Regions from separate parts of the Sus scrofa genome. Here region 1 is linked to region 2. Evidence: chromatin contacts called from public HiChIP or PLAC-seq data. All regions are on one chromosome and are shown on one strand. The core of a region is the stretch at or near the end of the contact, and the rest is flanking DNA. Distances in the headings are between cores, read along the strand shown. Region 1 overlaps LRRFIP2 (leucine-rich repeat flightless-interacting protein 2). Region 2 has its middle 27 kb from the start of LRRFIP2.

Region 1 (2,700 bases), core at 98-2,597, 140 kb before region 2:
ACAAGCCAGCGTTCCCCACAAGCTCCTCCCATGGCCGTGCACTCAGTTCTTTTGCCACAGCCACTCCCGCTCGCCTCGCCAGCATCCTCTGATCTATCAACATGCTCCATGGTTACACTTCTAGAATTCCATACGTTAGAGAACATGCCTTTAATTAGTTAAGTGTTTTGGTTGTCCCCCAACCCCACTCATGGTACATCCATTCCTCTAGGAAACCTACAAGTATATGAAAAAAGACTTGAAGAAGGAAAAAAAGATTGTTCTTTTTAATATAAAAGTGAGCTGATTATACACTATCTACCTGTACCATTCTTCTCTAGAACAGGATTCTTATTGGAGGCGAGGATGGGCATCTGGGTGATTTCCTGAAAGAGCTGTCAATAGTTCTCAAAGGGTTAAATGTAAGAGGCTTAGACCTTAAGAGGCTCAGAAGACCTGCTATGGAATAAAACTCCTCTGAGCTCTCCTTAGTCATCTGTTTCTGGCCTTAAGAAATGCAGTGGAAAAGAGCTACAGAATCCTGGGATAAGTAGAACAGAAAACCAGATGCTCCAGGAAGAACAAACTTAAAACATACTCCAGAAGTCACCTATCAGCCCACTGGTTCTCTTGGGTGGATGTGCTGGATTCTCTCTTTGCAGAAGGTTGTATATAAGTGAAAAAGCAGGAATTCCCACCATGGTGCAGTGGAAATGAATCCGACTAGGAACCATGAGGTTGCAGGTTTGATCCCTGGCCTCACTCAGTGGGTTAAGGATCCAGGGTTGCCGTGAGCTGTGGTGTAGGTCGCAGATGTGGCTTGGATCCCATGTTGCTGTGGCTGTGGCGTAGGCTGGCAGCTACAGCTCCGATTGGACCCCTTCCCTGGGAACCGTCATATGCTGCGGGTGCAGCCCTAAATGGACACAAAAGACCAAAAAAAAAAAAAAAGAAAGAAAAAGAGAAAGCAGTATGTTATATACACCCAGTGCTTCCAACCAGGGACCTTATAGTTACATTGACTGGCTGACAATGAACCAGATGTTGGTTTCCCAAGGCCAAAGACATCTGAAGACAGTCTGTCCACATTTCTTCCTGTTTGGGATGGAGATAAGGCTCAGACAGTCCAGGTTTGTTTTTGTTTTCCAAGAAAGGGTGTGAACAGGCTGCAAATCCAAGAGGATGACATTACTTCAAGTCTGCGCAGCAGCTGGGATCTCACCTAGTGGCCCTTCTCCTGCTGACTCTAGGACCTGAGCGGCTTCCTGAGACACGACAGTGATAGCTCCGACCACTGGCTCGTGGTGGACATCGCCATTGGGTGTGCCATCGGGGATGATGACTAAGCCATGTTTCTGTGGGGAAGAACAAACCATCATCACATAAGACGGCCCACAGGGAAGCAGCATGCAGCAGCGAGGTGACCCTGTCACGCATGGCATGTGCTTGCCACAGGCAGAACCTGGTCAGGACTAGCTACAGGGAATCTAGCCCTTATAGAGAGAGGACTTACACCCACCACATTTGGGCTGGAGAATGAGCACTGTGGTTGGTACTCAGGCTAGAAAGCTGACAGGATGGGAGGGAGGAAGGAAGAACAAAGCAGTGAGGGCCTGGCCTCGGGTGAGGCGAACGTACCTCTCCCGTCTTCGCTGCCTCCTTCAGGCCGGCCAGCTCCTCTCTGAGCGTATCCCGCTCATTCCTGAGGCAGCCAATGTATTCTTTCTGTTTCTCTAGGGCCTGGTTTAGACAGGGTAGCAAGAGAAAGAATGACAGAAAAAGAGCAAGTGAAAGGGAGCAGAGAAGTACCTGATTTAAATGTAAAAAGATAAGGGCATAAAAGACGAAGAGTTAAAAGCTTGGAAGCAAGCGGTTAGATATGGGAGGAAATACGAAGTTATATGGATATCTAACTCCAGAAGAGAGTTTTAATAGAAACTGGTTAATCGTGCATAAATTTGGCAAAACATGCTTATCATATCAGGCAAGAAAACAAATCTTTCTTTTCCAGTCAATGAAAGAAAAAAAAAAGAAAAAGAAAAAGAAGATGAAGACAGCAGTAATATTAAAATAAAAATCTTCCTTACTAACCTCCTAAGCATGCTTTATTTGGTAGACCAAAAAACCCCACATTTCATGTTAAACTAGTTTATTCAAGAATATTACTTGTTTTTTAAAAAAATAAAAATTGGCCCTAGAAGAAAACCAGTATACATAGATATATATACACAAAGTATTTTAATTAAATGTTAGCTGTAGTAATTGTTCTCTAAGTAGTACGGTAAAATATTCCTAAAATACCACATAATTAAAAACAGCTAACCCCCCTTCCAATTCTCAAGGATCTGTTTTTGTTAATTTAATTAAATGCAACTCAGGGTGATCTGATTTTCTGATACAACCTTTAAAATGTGAAAAACAAAAATAATGACCAAACAAACACAGCCCACCTATGGAAGACAGCAGAACATGGGTTTTGGAATCAGGCTTCCGAGTCCTGACACCTATTAACTTACCTAGGCCTCAGTTTCCTCACAAAAACAGAAGGGATAATAACAGGGCACAGGCTGAAAGGAGTGCTTATCAGAAAGCACTGCTCGCGGAGTGTTAACACACAAGAAGGCTCAGAAAAAGCCATTTGTACACTCCCTGCCATTGCCTAGATCTCAACTGACAGGGCTCAGGACAGCAGTGCAGAGGCAGGAACTCACATCTGGCTAG
Region 2 (2,700 bases), core at 49-2,548:
CAAAAATTATTCTAAAGGCAACAAGAGGAAAAACAAAGAGTTAATTACAAGGGAAACCCTCCTCCCCCCATAAGGCCATCAGCTAATATCTCTACAGAAATGCTGCAGGCCAGAGGGGAATAGCAAAATATATTCAAAGTCTTGAAACGGAAAAATCTTCAACCTAGACTTCTCCACACAGCAAGATTATCATTTAGGATAGGAGGAGAAATAAATAATTTCTCAGTCAAGCAAAAACTAAAAGAATACAGCAATGCTAAACCTATCCTAAAAGAAATAATGAAAGGTCTTCTCTAGATAGAAAAGAAGCAAGAAGATACGGGAAGGAGGAAATCATAATTGGAAAGTCAATCACTTAAATTAGCCAGTATACGGATCACAAACAAACAACAAACAAACCAAAAAACCTATCTGTGAAAGTATTGATAAACACAAGGAAGCGCAAAAGGATAAAGATGTAAAAGGGTCGTAAAGTTCATGAAGTGTGGGAAAGGAGAGGAAGAAAATGTATTATTATTTTTTTTTCAAAGTCTGAGGATGGAAAGGAACAATTAAAGAAACTTATGGAGTTAATACAATTTCTTTCTTTCTTTTTTTTTTTTGTCTTTTTGCCATTTCTTGGGCCGCTCCTGCAGCATATGGAGGTTCCCAGGCTAGGGGTCGAATCAGAGCTGTAGCCACCGGCCTACGCCAGAGCCACAGCAATGCGGGATCCGAGCCGCGTCTGCAACCTACACCACAGCTCACGGCAACGCCGGATCGTTAACCCACTGAGCAAGGGCAGGGATCGAACCCGCAACCTCGTGGTTCCTAGTCGGATTCGTTAACCACTGCACTACGACGGGAACTCTGAAAATGTATTATTTTTCCCCCCAGAATATGTTTAAGCCTGGATGACTATCGGTCTAAAGTAAGCAGATAAAGGAAGGGGTTAATAGACTTGAAAGGGCAAACACAAGTCAAAAACATAAAACAGATTCACAAAAACCAAAAAGAAGAGAACAAAAGCATAAAAGAAAAGGAAGACTTCAAACCACAAAAAGAAAAAGGAACAAAGATGAAACACAGAATCAACTGAAAAACAAGGTTTAAAATGGCAATAAATACATATGTATCAGAGTTCCCATCGTGGCACAGCAGAAATGAATCTGACTAGGAACCATGAGGTTGCCGGTTCAATCCCTGTCCTTGCTCAGTGGGTTAAGGATCCGGCATTGTGGTGAGCTGTGGTGTAGGTTGCAGACGAGGCTCGGATATGACGTTGCTGTGACTGTGGCATAGGCCAGTGCCTACAGCTCTGAATTGACCCCTAGCCTGAAAACCTCCAAATGCCATGGGTGTGGCTCTAAAAAGACCACAAAGAAAAAAAAAGAGAAAAAGAATGAAATGATGTCATTTGTAGCAACATGAATGCAACTAGAGATGATCACACTAAGTCACGAAGACAAATACCATACGATATAACTTATTTGTGGAATCTAAAATATGGTATAAATGAACCTATCTACAAAACAGAAATAGACTCACAGAGAGAACAGACTTGGGTTGCCAATGTGGAGGGGGGAAGGACAGGAATGGGGAGGGAATGTGGGGTTAGTAGACACAAACTATTACATTTAGAATGGATAGACAAGGTCCTACTCTATAGGACAGGGAACTATATCCAGTTTCTTGGGGTAGGCCATGATGGAAGATTATATAAGAAAGGAAATATTTTATGACTGAGTCACTTTGCTGTACAGCAGAAAATAATACAACATTGCAAGTCAACTATACTTTAAAAAAATCATGATACGGAAAAAAAAAAAAAAAAAAGAAACTGACGTCCAGAGTGGTTTTAAACTCCTTTATCTAAGGTCACTCCTTAGGGCTGAAGTCAGAACTAGAGAACTGGGTGGGTCATGTGAGAGATCCAAATTCTGGTGCAAATTCAAGTGAAAGCTGTGCACCTCATACAGGTTGCTCAGTATCATCTTTGAACCTAAGTTTCTCTCTCTCTCTCTCTCTCTCTCTCTCTCTCTCTCTCTCTTTTGCTTTTTAAGGCTGTACTTGCAGCATAGGGACCCAGGCTAGGGGTCAAATCGGAGCAGCAGCTGCCAGCCTACACCACAGCCATAGCAATGAGGGAACCGAGCGGCGTGTGCAACCTACACCACAGCTCATGGCAAAGCCAGATCCTTAACCCACTGAGTGGGGCCAAGGATTGAATCCACATCCTCATGGATACTAGTCGGGTTTGTAACCTGCTGAGCCATGACATGAACTCCTGATCCTAAATTTCTTAATTGTAAAAAAGATGGAATGAACTAGATCGGCATCTTCAAATCTTTGTGTTCACATAAAACTTACCTGATGTGATGATAATAAATGCCGAGTTTCAAGCTTTAAAAAAATGGCTACGAGCAGGCCTGAGGCCAGGGCTCAGGAGAGTCAGCCAAGGTCTAACAGAAAATTGAGTCTGAGAGAAGGAGACAGCCTGGTTCCCAGGTAGTTAAGGGGACAGTACTGTGTGATCAAGGCTGAAAACTCAAGAATACCAGCATAGCTCTGAGCCTTGAGTAGCTTGACAGGAGGTAGAAGATGTCTGAGATTAATTTAGGGAACATATTCAACTAATATTCAATGTATTTAAATGCACTGAAGAGTGGTGAATGACTGCCTAGGACTTCATAGTTTATACGGTATTGTCCTTGATAATTG

Evidence for each region. HiChIP or PLAC-seq counts read pairs in DNA pulled down with a chosen protein or histone mark.
Region 1: a contact with region 2 is called in an H3K27ac HiChIP or PLAC-seq map of alveolar macrophages. The contact joins two enhancer-like sites. A contact is called at or near these places in 3 of 47 Hi-C or Micro-C datasets (embryonic fibroblasts, liver and skeletal muscle) and 1 of 2 datasets of contacts at active chromatin or transcription factors (alveolar macrophages).

What each region holds. Positions count from the first base shown.
Region 1 is chr13:21,777,813-21,780,512 of Sscrofa11.1, reverse strand. It overlaps LRRFIP2 (leucine-rich repeat flightless-interacting protein 2), which reads right to left. Exons shown (of 29, transcript XM_021071626.1): 23 at 1,618-1,719; 24 at 1,202-1,334. Among named protein-coding and RNA genes, the nearest start is that of MLH1, 99 kb to the left of the region's middle. Within about 2 kb of position 1,347, at least 3 of the 83 cell types and tissues checked have an H3K27ac peak or open chromatin away from gene starts, as enhancers often do. A contact at or near this core is called in alveolar macrophages, where this site is marked.
Region 2 is chr13:21,638,514-21,641,213 of Sscrofa11.1, reverse strand. It overlaps LOC100737115. Among named protein-coding and RNA genes, the nearest start is that of LRRFIP2, 27 kb to the left of the region's middle. Within about 2 kb of position 1,298, at least 1 of the 83 cell types and tissues checked has an H3K27ac peak or open chromatin away from gene starts, as enhancers often do. A contact at or near this core is called in alveolar macrophages, where this site is marked.